Regions from separate parts of the Bicyclus anynana genome. Here region 2 is linked to region 1. The links are chromatin contacts, called in public Hi-C maps. All regions are on one chromosome and are shown on one strand. Each heading gives the region's core, a stretch centred on a gene start, on an enhancer-like site or on the middle of the called end of the contact. The rest is flanking DNA. Distances are from core to core; before and after follow the strand shown.

Evidence for each region. Hi-C and Micro-C count contacts between places; a contact is called where the count stands out from the background.
Region 2: a contact with region 1 is called in a Hi-C map of whole body, with 2.3 times the contacts expected there. The contact joins two enhancer-like sites. A contact is called at or near these places in 2 of 2 Hi-C or Micro-C datasets (whole body and whole larva).

Annotation. Positions count from the first base shown.
Region 1 is chr15:15,767,022-15,771,295 of ilBicAnyn1.1, reverse strand. The region is part of intron 1 of LOC112052799 (serine/threonine-protein kinase SMG1); the gene reads right to left. It overlaps LOC112045644 (histamine H2 receptor), which reads left to right. Exons shown (of 5, transcript XM_052885916.1): 3 at 565-724; 4 at 1,517-1,687; 5 at 3,052-4,179. The coding sequence ends at 3,549. Among protein-coding and RNA genes, the nearest start is that of LOC112052799, 13 kb to the right of the region's middle. Within about 2 kb of position 1,820, at least 4 of the 8 cell types and tissues checked have open chromatin away from gene starts, as enhancers often do.
Region 2 is chr15:15,886,968-15,891,241 of ilBicAnyn1.1, reverse strand. LOC112052799 (serine/threonine-protein kinase SMG1) reads right to left here. Exons shown (of 16, transcript XM_052885915.1): 2 at 2,137-2,345. Among protein-coding and RNA genes, the nearest start is that of LOC112052798, 40 kb to the left of the region's middle. Within about 2 kb of position 2,146, at least 8 of the 8 cell types and tissues checked have open chromatin away from gene starts, as enhancers often do.

The sequences.
Region 1 (4,274 bases), core at 571-3,070:
AATGACGTAAACCTAAGTATATAAAATTAATAATTTTTAAAACACAAAAGGTACTATATCTGCTAATATATAGAAGATAGATATATGGTGTCGCGGACTTTTTTGTAGAACTTTTAAAGATACATAAAGTCTCCATACATTAATTTCAATTTTACTAAATAGTTAAGGCAGCGCATGCGAATAAGTCTGTTGAAGAGGATTTTCAGTCCGACCTGTATGATAAAAACTGTGATAACTCGGCTAATATATATGATACCAATATAAAATATAGCCTATAGCCACTCCCCGATAATGTAGCATTCTACTGGTGAAAGAATTTTTAAAATCGGACCAGTAGTTCCGAAGATTACCCCATTTAAAAAATGTGACAAACTTACAAACTTTACCTCTTTATAATATTAGTATAGATTAGTACGATAAACAATATATTGCAAAAAAATCGCCTAAATGTCTAGGCAACAAACTTCCTAATTTGTAATATAAATATAATATACTTTTGATCCATTAAACAGATGGGTGAAGGTCGTTTCTAAGGCAGATCTTGTAACAGTTGTCGTACAACAGGTACATAGCGATCGTGCACCCGCTGCACTACAGCCGCTACATGACGAAGGTGATCACGCGGCTGCTCATGAGCGCCACGTGGTCGGTGGCCGTGTGCATCAGCTGCATACCCGTGTTCTGGAACGACTGGGAGGAGGGCGTGGCCTGCGAGATGAACGTGGTACGTGATCTACAACGTCACTCTACTATACCAATACTTTAGTCTATTTAAAGCGACGGTAAGAGCTTTGCAGCTCCTAGCATCCTAAGTAGCTCAAGACCGGAAGTTCCAAGGGTTAGGGGGAGCCGCTGGATGCTAGCGAATCAAGACAGTGGTGTTTGGAGGCCTCTAGAGATGGCTTATGTCCAGCAGTGAGCGTTCAGCGGTTAATAATGATGACGATGACTCTTTACTATCTGACTTTCGTTTACTGCTGTGTTGTCGACTGTTGATCTTTGATTTTGACCTGGGTTTAAAATTTGGTAATAGAACCATTTCAATGTCCAAATTAGTATCATTTATAAAATGAATGACAGTTGCATAATCAAGATTTAGACAATACAATAACAAGATTTCAACAAAAAACAAACATTTTAAATAGAAGAAAGATTTGATCGTATGTTTGCATCAAATGTGCTCTGAAAGCACTGAACCGATTTACAACATTCTGTCACTGTTAAGAAGCTGCACTACTCCCGAGTGCTACAGACTATGTTTTATGCCCGTATTCCTACAGGAACGGGAACCACGCAGGTGAAGCCGCGCGGCCTCTGTTAGTAAAATAAAGGATTTTTGTCAACAAGTTTACAACCTCAATAGCTCAACGGTAAAGTTATCTGACTCATCACCTACCCGTTGTCGTACCCACTCCTATAATACAGTTTCTCCCGACTACTTGGAGAGGAATGGGTATATTGGTCATATTTAAAAGATACGGCAAATATTCTTTAAAAGTTCCGTGTCACATTCCAGGTGGTGCCGAAGACGTACACGACGTCGATCCTGGCGCCCATGTTCTCGCTCATCTGGATGGTGATGTTCGTGCTGTACTGGCGCATCTGGCGCGAGGCCACGTGCCACGCGCGCCGCATGCGCGCTAACACCTGCTGCCCCACCAGTGCCAACGATTGGAAGAGCATCCAGGTAGGATTCCTGTGCTTTTTATACCTCATTAACACTCTCAGTCAGTCTCGAGGCGAAGTGCGGGCCAGTGAGTAAACAGTGCGCTCGTAGTTCATCTCGTTCCTCGTTTCGCCACTCGCGGCGCTCGCGTTCAGTTGCTGACACAAGGACTACTGAACGCATCGCGAGAGTGTGAACATGAGTCATTTTCGCGAGATGCGAGGCGAGGTACGAGACGGTATACGAGGCGCGAGGGTAACTGAGCTAAGGGTTCCCTACCCAAAGGGTAAATCCTATATTACTAAGATTCTGCTGCTGAAATCTTTCCAGCGAAACATGCCCACGCTAGTGCGCAGAAGGTTTTCCACAAGATGAAAGTAGAAAATTTATGCAAATTTTTGCGTCACTAAAATAAATTAAATAGAAATATACCAGTAACGTATTACACGTGTCGCGCTAATATCGCATCGTGTTTAAAATTCTATTATGCAGGTACATGCAGGTTAAGCCGTTAGTCCACACGTTGGTATCTCACAATAATACAAAATTAATTTCGTGCACGAAACATTCTACTAAACGGACTCATTGCAACGTATTTTTGGAATCAGACGAATCATTTATAATTCAGTCTATCAAAATCCGTTTAGAGGGCTTTTTTTTTTTAAAAAAAAAGAATATTTGCCATATTTTTATAATATGACCAATATTCCCCATTTCCCTCCAACTAGTCGGGAAGACTGTGCTAGGAGTGGGTACGACAATAGACCAACGGGGCGAGGATCGAACCACCACCCCTCGGTGATGAGTCCGACCGTTCTTACTGTTGAGCTAGTGAGGCTAAAATGAAATAAACAGAATTAATACAAAATACGTACGCGTAGTTCCTGTTCCTGTGAGAATACGAGGATAAAATATAGCCTATGACATTAGACTCACAAATAACTTGGCTTTCTAGTGGCAAATGGTGGATGAGTTGACCTCTTTATAATATTAGTATAGATAACGTGCGCGAAATTTTCGTTTTGTTTTTCATGAAACCATTTCCGAGCCCGTCGTTCCGCCCTTGCAATTTGTAAGGGTGGCGGACGCCTTTATAGTAAGGGTGGCCGGTATTACCTACTGCTAATAATCGCAAAGTGCTTCTATAAGAATTTTATATCCAACATATGGTAGTAGATGTGTATATGAAATGTAATTATTTCGTACGACAGTCTTATTTAATAATGTAAAGACATCGTACTTAGAATAATTATAGACCAGAATAAAATATACCAGTAGTCGCTTTCAAAGTATGTGATACATTTGTGGCGTAAAAAAATATTGATTATGTCTTTGGTTTTATATTATCAATTCGCATAACATTCTGTTTTTTCTTTATTTTTCAGGTGGTCCTGCTGGTGTTGGGCTCCTTTTCCATCTGCTGGATGCCTTTCGTGGTGGTGGCGTGCGCGCAGACCTTGCCCATCGAGCCCCTGCACAACCCCATCGTGTACCGCCTCACGTCGTCGCTCGCCATGTCCAACTCCGGCATCAACCCCTTGATATACGCGTGGAAGAACGCCGGCTTCAGAGCTGCTTTCGCCAAACTGTTGCGGTGCAAGAGACCCGACACCTCGGAGTACAGGGGCTCCCCTGCGCCGGAGAGGAAGCGCGGCTCCGTGGCTCTGCGAGAGGGCTCCATAACCCGGACGCCGACGGGCCTGTCGACTTTGGGAGGGAGGCCAGCGAGATTGCTGTACGTGGAACGCGAGACAGACACCGCCAGGTGTCGGATCATCGAGAACGCTGGCTACGTGGAAGAGAGGGGCGACAGCAACCCGTCGTACGCGCCCGACGGCCCGACGCCCGTCCACAGGCCGGCGAGGACGCCCGACGCAGTGTAGTGTAACTGTTGTGGACGATAAACGTTCAGTGGGAAACGTGAAACGCTTCTAGATTTTAATGTTGTTAGTGAGTAGGTACCCTGTCGCATTTAAACGGTTGCTCAGCCTCGCTGTCATGTCACGAAACCAACAAAAAAATGTTAACCGCAAAGCAATCAAGTGGTGTCGTACAATATTCATTGCATTGTAGAAATGTATTTACTCGTTATAAACGAGTATAGCGATCGTGAATGTGCTAATGTGTCTCTACGTGATCATGCGGTGTATTTAAGAGCTGATATTGTGTGATAAACATATTGTAAGTTACAGAACTAAGCCAACACCGAGCACGTATATTTCATGTTGTGAAAAGTCAGAGTGATCGCATAGCCGCACGCACCGCACGTACCATAAGGTTGTCCACACACTATATTACTGTCAATAAAGTAGGGTAAGGTAGTTCGGTTATCGTACTATGGCTTACATCGTTTCACAGCATTTGTATAGCGTTACTTCCTACAGGGTACGTCTTAATTATATTACGATGTATCGTGTAATAGGTGTATCTTGGTCATTACAATAAAATTAAAGCTTCCTTATCTGTGGTTTACATTGCAATACAAATTATAGAAAATGAAATATAATTAAATTGTGCTACCTAAACAATTACAATAAAATTTTAAACGTTAGTTTCAATTACTATCTAAATGTCTGAGTTTATATTTGGCATATAACTAACTAACTTA
Region 2 (4,274 bases), core at 897-3,396, 120 kb before region 1:
TATATCTTATGAAAACCGCGAGCTTTTTTGTAATTGTCTTATCGCCGCGTTGCAACGGCTTGCGGTACGGATGGCTTCAGTGTGCTCGTGGCGTTCGAGCCGTCCACATCTTTTGTTGTGTAATTCTTTATGGGATAGGCGGGGAGAGTGACTTGAGTGGAAAAGGGGAGTGTTTGTTAACAGTCAAAGGATCCTTTAAACCTACACATAGTTCACAAGTGCGTGACTCCACTCAAGGTCATTCTCTGCCATTCAGGGTTTATTGGTAACATTCTTAGTGGGAATTGTTAGACCTAACAGACATTCATTCAATAATTGTGTTTTGCAGACAACCGCTTCTGATGTGAAACCCCTTATACTCCGACAATTGATTGATTAGACAAATTCAACTAATCTTATAATACAAAATTTCACGCACATATCAGTAAGATAAGGTACTTGTATATAGCAATATTCCCCAGCCTCGTTACATAAAACGCGTTCCATTGTTGTACCGAGCGGTTGGAATCGGCGATATTTAGACGCGTCATAACTGGGGCTATAAATATTTGCGTGGGGGCATTATCTCTGCATACGGGCTCGAGTAGCGACTCGTAAAGATACGCCCTTGCGTATTTATTGCTTCCCGAAATGGTTGCGAATAAGAGAATACGGGATCATGTTTTCCTCGGCCATTATTGTCTGCCGGGAGCAGTGAGCGCGCTGTGAGGCGGAAACTGGAAGACGAGCTGCTTATCGGACGCGCGCGCTGTGTATGAACGAATGATGTCGAGTTTATTGTTTTTCGTGTATTTGTAGTTAATATTTTTCGGTTGGTTTAAAGTTATTGTTTCTATAAAACGACGGCTCACCCCGCCTATGTCTGTGTTAAACAATATTCTGTTTATATAGACTTTGAGTATAAGTTTTTAATATTTATTTTATTTATTGCCTTGAAATATGTTTTCTATTAGTTCAATTGTAATTGATATCTTATAAACGTCTGTAAAATCTTTAACTTTGATTTTAATCAAAATAGCTAAAAAATTAAAATTAAAAATCTTAAAAGATAAACATAATAAATACTGTAACCGACCTTTCTTTAGAATTTTTCAAATATCAGGTAAAATTTTAGCCATAGATAATTTTACGACATTCCTGTAAGAACGCTGTCGGTAAACTTGGATCTAATCCAAGTTCACCGACATTCGTTTAAATATTTAAAACTCTTTCAATAAATTAAACGCTATTTAGTCCAAATTTCCTGTTCATCTAAGCTCATATGCCGGTTAAGGACGTAAATCGGGCGGTTATCTTAACCAAGCTAGCATACACCGGTTATACTTCGGTTAAGACGTTAAAGTGTTTGACACAATAGCTATTAATTGACAATAATAAATCGTAAATAATAAATAGGCGTTGCCAATACACATTTTTCTAAATCCCTTCAAAGCGGAAGTTTTCCGAATTGGGAAAAGAAAATATCCCTGTTTCTCAAAAAATCCCTGCCATTTGGGGTATTACTTGCAAGTTGTCAATGGTTGTTTAAACTACGTTTAGTATTTAACGGGCCGGTTATGTAAACATCGTTCAAGTGAAAGACGGTGAACTCGGGTCTTAATGTTTTATAACGAATGTTACACACCTAAATTGTGTATTTTCGTTTCGTACGGAATGGGAAGTTTCATTTGATACTTTTACCGTGGGCTAGAAAGCACTAATAGCACCCGCAATTATTTCTTAATTATACAGAATATGTGCTCAGTATAATTAAGAAATAATTGCTATACGTATAATTTATATGTACATGTAGATTATTTAGCCTAATTTTCTTTAATCACCGCATTTATATGATACGTTTAATCTTTTAATTGCATGGTTTAAATTAAAAAAAAATACAATTTTAATAATCACTCAAACGTTTTAATCGACTTGTTCACACCGTGCCAACGAGTCGATTAAGATTCGATCGTATAGATACTGTGACTGCTCAGCAATCATAAACGAATTGCTTGAAACATATGCCGATGAACTCGCTCAAAAAGAGCTGGTAATACTCATAGACGGAGAAGAGAAAGGCACAGCTCGCGCACGAGCATGGCGCACACGTCGCCGCCCGCTCCACCAATGACAGAGAGAGCAGAGCTCACTACTCACGTGAGTTCGGCGGCGGTGTGGCGCAGCTCGCGCACGCGCACGGCGAGCATGGCGCGCGCGGCCCGAACGTGGCGCACGCCGCGCCGCCGCCGCCCGCCGCCCCACTCCACCAGCGGGTCGTACACGAAGGCCTCCAGCAGCGTGAGCAGCGTCTCGCGCCCGCGCCGCATGGTGCGCACCACGTGCTCGCACGCCAGCCGGAAGATGCCCTGCCGACCACAACATCATCATCAGATTATTTCTTATAACGCACCTGTCCTACGAAAGAAGGGAAGACAACTACATACTAATTATATCAAATGAATGGGCAATGGATTGAGAGATTGAACTAACATTATATTTAAGTTCTGCAATACAAAAGCAGCGTCTTGATGTAAAAAGCAGATCGTACCTGAAGATAATTGAAAAACGCGATCAATTCTGAGCCGATACTTTATGTTTTCTGGACTTGAACTCTCAAGTCTCCAGAGAAGTATAACCGAGCATCCTGCAGGCTAATTCTCTATCTTTGACTTAAGTTAGTTGACATTATCAAATTGAGATTCTATCATCCGGTGCCTACTGGTGGATATCTTATAGTGAATAGATGACATTTGGCAGTTGATTTGATGTTTAACAAGTTGATAATAAAGACCAAAATAGTGAATAGGCTAGCTGGCCTTTACAAGTGCATAAGATGACACCGTATTACTCAAGTTTTTAATATAGGAGTATAATATAATGTTCACAAGACGAGAATGTTTGATTAGCGCGCCACGATGTACCGGGCGGGCGGCGGGCGGCGGTCGGAGGGCAGGGGGAGCATAGCAAAGTTCGCAACTCGTTTACGTTACCTTACATTGTGCGAGTTTGTTCATTAACAAATATAAACTTAGATGGAACACTGTTTGAGTGTTATAATTATATGTACTCGCATCTAAACATCGCGGGGAGTCGGTAAATATTTAATTTGTTGTGTTATTATACGTGTAATTGAATACTTTTTGAACAAACATTATACCAGTCTACGGTAAAATTTATAACTCATGAATGATATTATCAGCGCTCCGACGAAATTACTGCGGAGCAACTGAAATTTGGGCAATAGTAGGTATATCTTTGCAACGTCGAGCCTCAACTAGAGACTCGCTACAAAGAATTTTTAGAAAATTCAACTTCACGAAAGGAACTTAGTATGAAAGTTCTTCAAAGTTAGGAAGGTCGGGCTACTTTACGCGTACGACTCGGATCGCCGGCGTTATTTAATCTATAAATAGGTATTTTTCCCACGGGAACGGAAACTATACTGTTACTACTATTATGGATGGAACCGCAGGATGTTCTCTGTTAAAATAGTATTGTTAGATAAATATCAAATATTAAAAGGAGCGATAAAAAGATTATAAAAAAAATAAACAAAAAACTAATTACTTTGTATCTGTTTATTCGTTCTAGTTAAACCACAAAAGATTAGTCGTATCGTCGTATCTTTGGAACGGCTGAAAGGATAGATGGGACTGGAATGGAAGGAGAAACGGGACCTTCACTGGTAGATAGAGAAGGTTATTGAGCATTACGAACTTCTTTTTATTCCGGAAAATCGGAAAATCAAGTCTTTCAGAACGCTACGCAAATAATATCAGGCCAATAACTAATTTGTTTAACTGTCTACGAACGTGATGGAAATATTTCTCATATCGGGTACTCAAAATGATTGCCAATATTAGCATATTACACATTTCGGTAATCGCATTTCTTTATAAATAGACGTCCTCGAAACGCTAAGCACACATTAAATCGCTGCCCGAATTCCCAGGCGACTCGCCGCAGGCTCGCCGGCAGCGCGGCATGCGACGGGCGTGTCGAGCATTCCGCGCCGAGTAGCTGCATGCCACGGAGCAGGAGCATTCCAGCTTATACAACTTAGTGTTATAAAAGTGGAATTTTGGGAAGTGTACTGTTATGTATTAGCTTCAGAATGACTTTTATATGACCTGGAATGGGCCAATAATGGGTTTTAGGTGATAAATTGAGAAGTTATCGGTGCTCTAAAGGAGGGAAGTGGTACAAAATTATTGAGCTCAAATTCAAATTTCTTGTGAGCATGTCATTATTGAAACGTCAAGAAAGACTCTACCGGCAACAAAATATAGATTGCA